Linked DNA regions of Mus musculus: regions 2 and 3 are each linked to region 1. A link is a contact called in public HiChIP or PLAC-seq and promoter capture Hi-C data. All regions are on one chromosome and are shown on one strand. The core of a region is the stretch at or near the end of the contact, and the rest is flanking DNA. Distances in the headings are between cores, read along the strand shown. Region 1 holds the start of Cdc42bpb (CDC42 binding protein kinase beta). Region 2 holds the start of Pacs2 (phosphofurin acidic cluster sorting protein 2). Region 3 holds the start of Tmem179 (transmembrane protein 179).

The links. Promoter capture Hi-C pulls out the DNA fragments that hold promoters and counts their contacts. HiChIP or PLAC-seq counts read pairs in DNA pulled down with a chosen protein or histone mark.
Region 2: a promoter capture Hi-C map of cranial neural crest shows a contact between it and region 1. The contact joins the promoter of Pacs2 here to the promoter of Cdc42bpb in region 1. A contact is called at or near these places in 1 of 39 promoter capture datasets (cranial neural crest) and 1 of 115 datasets of contacts at active chromatin or transcription factors (pancreatic cancer cells).
Region 3: a contact with region 1 is called in a FOXA1 HiChIP or PLAC-seq map of pancreatic cancer cells. The contact joins the promoter of Tmem179 here to the promoter of Cdc42bpb in region 1.

The regions. Positions count from the first base shown.
Region 1 is chr12:111,375,857-111,379,373 of GRCm38.p6, reverse strand. It overlaps Cdc42bpb (CDC42 binding protein kinase beta), which reads left to right and starts at 1,656. Exons shown (of 37, transcript NM_183016.2): 1 at 1,656-2,277. The coding sequence starts at 2,103.
Region 2 is chr12:113,012,910-113,016,426 of GRCm38.p6, reverse strand. It overlaps Pacs2 (phosphofurin acidic cluster sorting protein 2), which reads right to left and starts at 1,919. Exons shown (of 24, transcript NM_001081170.1): 1 at 1,745-1,919. The coding sequence starts at 1,863.
Region 3 is chr12:112,509,418-112,512,934 of GRCm38.p6, reverse strand. It overlaps Tmem179 (transmembrane protein 179), which reads left to right and starts at 1,775. Exons shown (of 4, transcript NM_178915.3): 1 at 1,775-2,191. The coding sequence starts at 1,887.

The DNA.
Region 1 (3,517 bases), core at 407-2,906:
AAATCCTTTCCCAAACTGACTAAAATGCACAAGAGGAAATTGACTACAGAAAGCTTTCTTTCTTTCTTTCTTTCTTTCTTTCTTTCTTTCTTTCTTTCTTTCTTTCTTTCTTTCTTTCTCAGAGACAGGGTTTTCTCTGTATAGCCTTGGCTGTCCTGGAACTCACTTTGTAAACCAGGCTGGCCTCGAACTCAGAGATCCGCCTGCCTCTGCCTCCCGAGTGCTGAGATTAAAGGCATGTGCCACCACGCAAGTATACTCACTGTTTCAAGTTCAAAGGAAGCTTACAGAGTACACCTGGGTCTGATCTGTCCCAGGGGTGGACGGCGTCCTAAAAGGCAGTGCGGAAACAGATCTGGGATGAGCAGACGCACTGAAGGCAGTTGGGTTGGGCACCTCAGACTGGTACCGGGGTGCAAGGGCAAAGTCCTAATTTGGAGGGATTAAATAGTCCAGCAGCATGCAATCAGAGAAGGGACTCAGAGTTGTCCGTTGGGAGTGGCTGGAAGTGTGACAGGGCCAGCCAAAGAAGACACTCTCGTGGGCAAGCTTACGGGACAAAGAAAAAGCAAGAGGGCTGTCAAGGAAAAAAAAATGCAGTTGGCTGCTCAGACTTTAGTTTTGGGTAGGATGATTCTCTTGGGCTTTAATTTTTAAGTTTAAACAACTGGGCATCACACACATGCAGTAACTCGTGAATATACTTTATATGTGTATAGATTCCTTCACAATAATAAAGATCTGACAAGGGTTCGCTCTATCCAACCTACAATACCGGGCTATTTTGCCTGCGTCTTAAAAACTAAGTTAGATACACACACATACTGACGCGCGTGAATTTTGAGGGCAGTTTGGAGGCTTATGTGTGTGCTTCGTAACCCCAACCAAGTCATACATCATTCCCAGCAGGCAGGGACTCTTCAGTCGCTTCCTGCTGGAGTCGCCATTCGGCTTTCCACCCTGCGCTTTGCCTCAGGCTCCTCTCAGCTTCCGGCTTCCAAACCCCACCTGCCCCGCCTCTGCTGCACCACAAGCCCCCATTCTTTTGAAGCAACCTTGGGGTCCACAAAGGGCTCCTCCTCTGCGGAGGTTGGGGATGTCATAAGGGATGTTTTACATCAACCTTCTGAGCCGTCCAACTGAGTGAAAGCGGCGACTCGCCTGGAGACAACAGTCTACTCCCCACCAGGTCGACACCCTAATAATCAGTCACGGGGTAGACTCTGAACCGATGAGACAGGGCACTGCGCATCCCCAGCGGCGCGTGCCCAGTGGGGAGCGCGCGTCCAGCGGACCCCGGAGCCTCCCGGCAGGTGCCCCGCCCGCGTCTCCCGTGCGCACTGGGACCCAGAGCACTGTCGGTTCACAGCTCAGACGAGCTCAACCGAAACCCAGCAGTAATGACCCGGGGGTCGCGCCGGACAGCTGCCTCGCTAGGCCACGAGGGTCGGTCCCGAGGATCGGGAACAGAGCCGAACTATGGGACCCAGGGCGCACACAGCGCGGCTGGGCGCCCCGCCCGCGCTCCTGTGCGCGTGCGCCACCCGCAATCTCGGTTTCGCACTGGGTACCCCGCCCCACACCGTCCCTACGGCGAACCGCGAGGCCCAAAGAGCGGAGGATCGCCGCGGGCCGAGGGCGGGGCGTCGCGCTGAGGTCAGCGCGGCGGCGATCGGCCCCGCGGTGGTTGGCTGCGCCGCGCTGGCCGCGCCCTGGTTGGCTTGCAGGTCGCGGGCTGGGCGGCTGGCCGGGCTGAGGTCGGGGCTCGGGCGCCGGCCGGGTGTACGCGGTGCTGGGCTCCGCCGCGGTCCGGGTCGGTGACGGCGCGCGCGAGGGCGCGGCCAGGCGCCGAGGGCGGGGACGGCGTGCGGGCGGCGCCTAGGGGAGGAGACCGGCCCATGGACCCGCGGGGCCCGGTGCCCCAGACTCGGTGCCGCCGGGACGGAGCCCAAGATGTCGGCCTAGGCCGGGCTGCGACGACAAGGACTGTGCGGCTACTGGACGCCGGGGTGCGCGGCCGCCGGGCCGGGGAGTGCTGGCTCTGACGCCGGGGCGCACGGACGGAGAGAGGCCGGCGCGTGGGGAGCGGGCCGCGCGGCACCATGTCGGCCAAGGTGCGGCTCAAGAAGCTGGAGCAGCTGCTCCTGGACGGGCCGTGGCGCAACGATAGCGCCCTGAGCGTGGAGACGCTGCTGGACGTGCTGGTGTGCCTTTACACCGAGTGCAGCCACTCGGCGCTGCGCCGCGACAAGTATGTGGCGGAGTTCCTCGAGTGGGGTGAGTAAGGTGCCGCTCGCCCCCCTGCGCCTCTCACTGCTCGCACCCGCGCCGGGCCTCCCTGGTTCTGCGCTCCGGAGCCACATCCTCCGTTTGCACTCCCCCCACTCCCGGCCATCGCCCTGGCCGCTTCCTAGACCCACCCTCCCAGTCTGGATATCATTTCCTGCAGCGCTCCCTGGGATATCCGCCCTGCCCCCGCCCCGGACTAGCCTTTGGGGTCCAGAGTCGAGCCTGGAGCTACCCCTCCTAGCCCTAGACTCTACCGGGTGGGAGGGCAGCCTCTGTGCCTTTTGCACCTCCTCACCACCCGCCCCTGCTCGGTGGGCCTTCCGAAGGCTTCGTTCCACAGCCCAGCCCCTAGGACTCCACCCAGGTGACAGCCTGTCCACCTCCCCTTGATGTCCACGGCTTGAATATCCCTTTCTTTTAGCACGTCCGAGCAGTTTTTAACTGTTAAAGGTTTTATATAAAATACAAGAACCCTCCCCCAACACCCCCAACCCCCGACTCCCTAATTGTAACCGTGTCAGACTGGTGATATTTCGGGGTGTGTGTGACAGCTAGAACTGTCACTTAAAAACTTATACATCTGATCTTGGGTATTCGGTTCATCTAGGGATCTAATGCAGTAATCATAGATCGGATGATCTATTGTGCTTTATTAGGACGAATGCTTGATTAAGTCATTCATTGACAGTTCTCAAGACAGGCTACAGTGTAAGGTTTCAACCAACCCGGACAGTAATTTCCCCTTAAGACCCTCAGTTCCCTCACAAGGACTAAGGAGGAGGAAGTGTGATTTAGGTTCAGGTCCAGCTCTGTAAATCTTGTCCTTGGTTGCTTTCGTCATTGGGCTAAGACTGTGCAGTTTGAACCAGTCATTTCTAATCTTCCGGACAGATAAGGTTGATATTTACAGGAGGAAACAAATGTGTTCCACATGCAGGCCTCCTCCTCTAACCGAAATCTAGAGCTGTGTGTAGAACTTCATTGTCCCTCAGTTTTAGAGGGCTTCTGCCTGGTTGCTATTCCGTGAGATGTTGCTGCAGCTGCTTGAGAGCAGCTAGGGGAGGTGTGGGGGCTTTGTTGTGAGGGGCCTCTCTCTGCTCTTGGTCACACAGAGGACTGAGCCCTTCCTTGAGAGCACTGGCTCTCCGGAGACTTAGCAGTGACACGATTTCCAGTTGGATAGTGAACTGATTTCACAGAGTTGCTTTGAAAGTGAGGTCTTTAGTGC
Region 2 (3,517 bases), core at 670-3,169, 1.6 Mb before region 1:
TGCAACACTGTCCTGACACTCTATACTTTAACACACAGAACATCTGCTCCACCTGACCAAGGTCCTCACCCCTCCAGAGAAAGTCTCTGTCCAGCCCAACACCCAGAGCACCCCAACACCTGCTGCTGCTCACCCCTTTCACATCTTCCTCTCTGTGTAAGCCTGTCCTCCACCAGCCTTCCCTGACCCCTACCTTCTCCTGTGGAAAAAGGATCTTCAAGAACACAGACCACAGCAGGCACGGTGCGCATGCCTATAATCCCTGTACACAGGAGGCAGAGGCAGGAGGACTGAGAGCTCAAGGCCACCCTGGGTTACAAAAACAAGTTCAAGGCCATTCATGACTACAAAGCAAAACCCTGTCTCAAAAGAAAAAAAAAATCGTCCACCTTTAAAGGAAATGGCCTCTCTCCCTTTCCTTACTAGGTTTAGGCTCCAGTCTTAGGTGAGTGTGCTACCTGTATCTGCGGTTCTAACTCTAAAAGAAGTTCAAGTGTGTGTTGGGGATGTGGATCACAAGAGCATAGGAGTTCAAACAGCCTCAGTGTTTCTGAAAAAGAAGGAAGGGGGAACAGAAGAGGGAGGGAGAAAGAGAAAGGCTGACTGGTGTATGGGGTGGGGGGCATGGGGACCCTTGGCTCTCATTAAGGGAACTCAGAGACTGCTAAAGGAATTCAAGGGCCAGTGTGAAGTCTCAGGGCAATGCTGTAGAGAGCCAGAATTAAGTGTGGAGATCAGTTCATCTCTCCCTCCCCCCACCCTGCTTTAGGGGCCTGGGAGATGCTCCCACTGAGGCAAAAGCTGACCCTCAGGTCTCAGTCCTCCAGATGCCCCTCAGATCCATCCTTCCTTTCCCAAAGCCACAGACAGACCCAGAGGGCCTTGTGCATTCTAGAAGGGTAAAACCACTATCTAGTGGCCTCTGTACCCCCAACACCACACTCAGAGGCCTGCTGAAAGAACACAGAAAGTTCCCCTTCTCCTTCCTAGCATCTCTCTACTCAGATCCCCCTCCAGGGCACACTGTCCAAGTTCTGTGCCTGGAAGGCTCTTTGGTGATAAGGCCACTTTCCCTGACTCCCCAGAGGGAAGCCTGGAGCGCCCTCAACCTGGTGTCTAGAGTTCCTCTTTTCTCTCACTAGCTGAAGCTCCCGAGTAGGAGCCAAGTCAAGAAATCACAAAAGTTTCAAGCTGGGCACTAGAATGGGAAGCTGTAGTCCACACAGAGATGGGTGGCCACAGTGTCCGCCCAGCGGGTAAATTTTGTCTAACCCTTTCCACGGGGCGAGGAGGAGGTCGCCTACCCAGGGGAGAAAGACCAGGCTTGTGCAACGGCAAAATTAACAGCTCCAAGCAAAGAGTACAACGGTCTCGGGAGCTCTCGTCACAACGCCGGACACAAGGCCGACAGGTGAAGAGAGCGCAGACCTCACCCGCAGGGTAGATGGAGAGGAGACAGCGGCGTGTCCCGGGAGCCTCAGGCCCAGGCCTCTGGGGTGTGACAGTGCCGCTGCACGCCGGAGGAGAGCTGTGGCACTAGCCGAGAGCTCCACCGCCTGAGGTCCGCTGCGCAGCCCGGCCCGGGACGCAGGTGTCAAGGTGCGGGCAGAGCACCGGCCGGGCGAGCCACAGGCCCGCTGCCCCGCCCCGGCCCTCGCCTTGCAGTCACCCGCGCGCGCTCGGGGGCGCGGGGTCCCGGCCCGCAGGCAGGTGCGCGCGGACAAAGCGCAGCACGGGGGCGTACCTGGGCACGCAGCTGGGGCTGGAGCCGTCCACCTCCCAGGTGGCAAACAGGTTCATGGGCACCGGAGTGTTGAGCGCTCCGGGCGCGCCGGGCAGGCCGAGGCGGCCCCGCTCGGCCATGGCGCCGGCCCCGCCGTCCCTCGGCGGCCTGGGGCTGCGCCGGGCCGCGGGAGCGCGGCGGGCGGGCGGGCCGGGCGCGCGGAGGGCGGCGGCGCGGTCACATGGCGCCGGCGGGCGGCGGGAGTCCGGCAGGCCCGCGGGCGGTGTCCAGGCTGCGCCCGCGCCCCGCCCCCTGCCGCACCGCGCCGCCTATTGGTCGACGGGGCAGGGCTCGCGCGGCGCACCCAATCACCGCCCACCGGAAGTGAGGCGCGCGCCCCAGGGCGTCTCCGGCGCCCAGCCGCGGGAGCGAGCGCGCGCGGCGGCGCACAGGCTGTGCCCCTCTCAGGGACTCAGGCGAGCGACGTGATGGCTGCGGGAGTGACCAGGTCTACGAACCCCTCACGCTCCCTGCGGCGGACCGCGGGCCTAGGGACGTGACCATGTATCCCGGTGACTCTCATCCGGTTGCCATCCTGCGTGTCCCCGCACAGGCCCCTAAGGCCTGGCTCTCGCACTCTGTAGGCCCCACCCACCCTTATTCCTTGAGGAGTTTCAGCCACCATCTGTCCTCCCTAGCTGCCCCATCCAGCAACCTCCGCCCATCCAGCCTCCTCCTATATTCAGCAGTGCTTTATTTATTTATTTTTAAGTTTTTCTCAAGAGCATCTCAAATATTTGGTACAGGGTGCATTCTCCCTTGCTCGCAGTGAACTTGGGCCAATAGGAGGGGCGGGTGGCCGATCAGACTGCAGGGCCCAGTAGGCAGGGGATTCCAGGCATGGCCTGGAGAAGGCCGGCTAGGCTCTGGGCCTCAGGAAGAAGCTCTCAGTGGCAGATGTCCCTCCCCCTCTTTTTGGCTGTCTTTGGTCAAAGTCAACAAATTTAGGGAAAAGCTTTTCTGGCATGTCTTGTTTCTTTGTATCCACGGCTTTACACAATTGCCTTTCTCCCGCTAGGTTCCATGTCTTATTATCTTCTAGTAAGCTTATTGAAACAATTCTAACTCAAATCAATCTGACCTGGCTGTCCCTCCTTGCCCTTCAGGTTTACCCAATAGTCCTGTTTTCTGCCTTTCTTCCCAGGAAGGCATTGTGGGGGTGGTCCCTCCTCTGCTATGACACCCCAACCCCTTGCCATCTACATTTGGAGCTCCTCTGCCAGAGGCAGCCTCCTGCTGTAACTCCAGGATGGGAGCTGCAAACAGCTGCAGCTGCTTAAAGCCAGAGTCTGCTTTGAAGAGAACAAGGGGACCTGTGTTTTCCTCATGTTCCTCACTCGCTGGGGTGGTAAAACAAAGTCCAGAGGGTCTGTCAGTCTGTGGCCAGCTGAAATGAATATTGTCTGACATTGCAGCCCTATTGGGGCCAGTAGTAAGGCTTGTACCTAGGAAACCAGAGGCTGTGTTCACCGAGCTTCATCAGCCTTGGTGGACAGGCTGCCTTTGATTGGAAGCAAAAGACAAGCATCCACTGACCTCAGCAATTGGCAGACAGCGCTGGGGACAGACCAAGGGTGCATTTGCAGGCAGAAGAATGGGCTGTCTGATGAGTTGTGTCTGTGTGCGCCAGGCAGGCATTGCAGCCAGGGTCAAGGGAGGAAATAAGAGTGACCAAGCTGTGCATACCGGGGCATGGCACCAGTGGCCTTGGTTGAGCTGTGCCATCTTGTACTG
Region 3 (3,517 bases), core at 526-3,025, 1.1 Mb before region 1:
AAGGGCAGCCAGTGTCTGAACCACTTCTCCAGCCCCTGATTATTTTTTAAGGTTAAGTGGAACTCATAAATTAGGGTACCAGAGTCCCTTTTTAGTCATCCCTCTGATGCAATCTGTTTCCTTCTCAATTGTCAGGGTCAATTTTGTTTGTTTGTTGTTTTTTGGTCAAAATTTTCCAGTGCTGATGAATGGTTAGGATTTGTGTTTGGGATGGGGCAGGCTGAGCTTCCTAAACAATCCCCCCTGGTTTGGGTTGGGGAGTCTTGGCAGTGGAAGAAACCCTGGGTGGATTCTCTGAGAAAAGAGTAGCTGCTGCAGACCTTATCCTGTTCCTTCATATAACGTACTCAAGAGATTGCAAAATGAATGCTCTATGTGCAGAGGCGGATAACAAATGGTAATGACTATGAGCAGATTTTGACCTCCCAGTGATAAGCAGAAGACAAGTCACAAATCAATGAGCTGTCTTTCCGTGTGTAAAAACCAACCAGATTGAAAGCCCTGCTCAGGAGAAGGGTCTGCAGAGTTGATGTGTGGACTATCTTCACGATATTGCCAGAGACCAGTTTGGCGACTCCTGCCAACACCACTTGAAGTGTTCGTACCTCATGACCCAGTCATTCTTCTCCTAAGACTTTCATAGAGACTCATGTGCTGCCTGCACAGCTGGCACAGCCGCAGAAAAAGACACCAGGATGTCACACAGCAGAGCCGGAAACAACAGACACTGGAGACGCTCAATGTCCCCCCAGAGAGGGATAGTCACACACAACAGTCAATGTTACGGAATGTTACACAATAACTAGAAAGAAGACCACGGGCTTGCTTGTGCAGACAGGGAATAATGCATACTGTTGGATGACTGAATTGCCTGTAGACACAGGCATAGTATGAAACATTTTTGAAAATTGTGTGTGCGTGGTGCAAAATGTCTGGATGGGTAGACATCAGGTTGTCACGAGTAGTAACGATGTGCCGGAGTGGAGGGAAGAGGAAGAAACTTGGTGTCTTTGTATCACACATATTCCTCATTGTAATTAAAAAAAAAAACAAGCCCATATTACTTTGGCAATAAAACAAAAGGAATTTTTAGTGCCTGAAGCCAAAAATAATGCTGATGTAATCTATATCCAGAAGGATGTCTCTAGGGCTTACTCATCTGGGAATTGGACTAACGGTTACTTGGTATTAAGGGAAACTAGAAAAGTCATTAATTCTATTAATTAATGCACCACCAGCTCCATCACAGCAAAGAGGTCTTAATGAGGTGCCCAGGGCAACCATTATTTATCTTACAAACGCGGAGTGGAGGGCTCTACTGTGGGGCTGAGGGCATGGTTCTCGGAGCACAAACAGATCACGAGTCTGCTCCCGCCTAGGAATACTTGAACCCTTCCTCTTTTCTATCCTCACACCTACCGACCCGACTCTCTGCCTCCCTCCTCCATTCGCTTTAAAGACAAAGGCCCTGGCAAAGGAGTCTGAACTGCACATAGGACTCCATCCTTCTCCTCCTTAGCCTTTCGCTGCTGGTACCCTTCCTGACAGAGTCGGGTTTCCCCAAGCTGACTTAGTAATGCTCACGACCCCTGCCAGGTTTCCATGGCACGTCTCCACCAATGCAGTCTGTCTAGTGTAGTGCTCTGTCTACCTATCCTGCAGCCGCGGGAACTGTCCGCGGTACTGACCGCAGGCGCGCCCCACGCTCGGCCTGTGCGCACGCGTCTGCGCGCAACGCGAGAGACCCGCGGGCGCCGTCATTGCGCAGCCTCCCACGCGGCTCGGGACCGGCCTGCGCGGCGCCGGAGACTCGCGGCCCGGCTTCTGGAGCGATCGCGTCCCTGTCCGGTGGCCTCGCCAGCGGCTCCTCTCATCCTGGCACCACCATGGCGCTCAACAATTTCCTCTTCGCGCAGTGCGTCTGTTACTTTCTGGCCTTCTTGTTCAGCTTCGTGGTGGTGGTGCCATTGTCCGAGAACGGCCACGACTTTCGTGGCCGCTGCCTACTCTTTACCGAGGGTATGTGGCTGAGTGCCAACCTGACGATGCAGGGGCGGGAGCGCTTCACTGTGCAGGAGTGGGGCCCACCGGCTGCCTGCCGCTTCAGCCTGCTCGCCAGCCTCCTGTCACTGCTGCTGGCTGCTGCGCACGCATGGCGCACGCTCTTCTTCCTCTGCAAGGGACACGAGGGGTAAGTTTAGGCCTTTCAGCAGCCCAGCGCAAACTGATGCAACACTCACACGGTTCCTGGCACCTATCAGGCTCTCCTCTCCGGGGCCATGAGCCCCTCCACCTCTCTTGCTGCAGAGGCCTGCAAGTGTCAACACTTTCAGCCTCATTATTTTAAGCAGACTGCCCTTTGTTTACACACAGGCCCAGCGGCTATGAGGCTGTCTGTCCGACCCACATGATCTCTTTCTATTCCCAAGGGATGCATCACTCCGAATTCTCAGTCCTGACCCCTTGGAGCACAGATGTTGCACTGTCATGGCTGCATGTCTGGGCTCTCTTGTTAAGCTAGGCCACACTCCTCGGGACCTGGGACCATTTGCAGTAGTCTTGGGCCTGCACCCCTTTCCTGTGAGTGGGGGAAGGGACTACACTTTGGAAAGAGCGGGTAGTCTTCTATTTTTGCTACTCCTCTTGGGAAAAGATGGCAGAGGATGTCTGTAGAGCTCCTTAAGCTCCCCTTAAGCTGGAGGCATGTACAGTGTGTGTGTGTGTGTGTGTGTGTGTGTGTGTGTGTGTGTGTGTGTGTGTATGTGTGTCTCTCTGTGTGTACTCTGTGTGTGCCTTTATGTGTGTGTGTACTCTGTGTGTATACTGTGCATGTGTCTATATGTCTGTCTGTGTGTGTGTGTGTGTGTGTGTGTGTGGTGGGTGAGTAGGATCTCCTTTGTGTTCCCTGTACCTCCCGAGTTTCTTCACCCTTTTTTTCTTTGTCACCTGTCTGAAGCCAGTAGAATGTGGTCACTTGGTGTCCTCAGCCAACAACAATCAAGAGCCCACCCTCTCCCTGGCTGAGGCTTCCTGGGTCCTGGAATACCAATGCTCCTGCAATAGAGAGTGAATTCCCACGTCCAGCCCTCCCCATCCATGTTTTTAGTTGCTCCCTTGCAAGGAGGTGGGTGACAAGCACGGGTCTCTGAGAACACAAGGATGTAGGAGGCTGGGTGAAGGGGGTTCTTGCTAGTACCACAGATGAAGAACATGAAACAGTTAACGCTCTCACCACAGTAGAGGCCGAGAGTCCAGAATCGAAGTGTCCTTAGAGTTAGAACTAGAGAAGCTCTTTCCTACGCGTCTATTCCTGCTGGCTCTAGCCTCCTGTGTGTTCCAGCCTCTGCCCCTGTTCTTGAATATCCTCTTGCCAGTCTCTGATACTGCTTTTCCTGAGAGAAGATCAAGCAACCATATCCACAGGTAGCAAGGTTAGGACTTGGAAGAGATGCAGTTCAACTCACTATGGTCAGGTTTTGATGGGAGTCTGTTGGAAGCCAGGAGTGGTCCTAAGAGC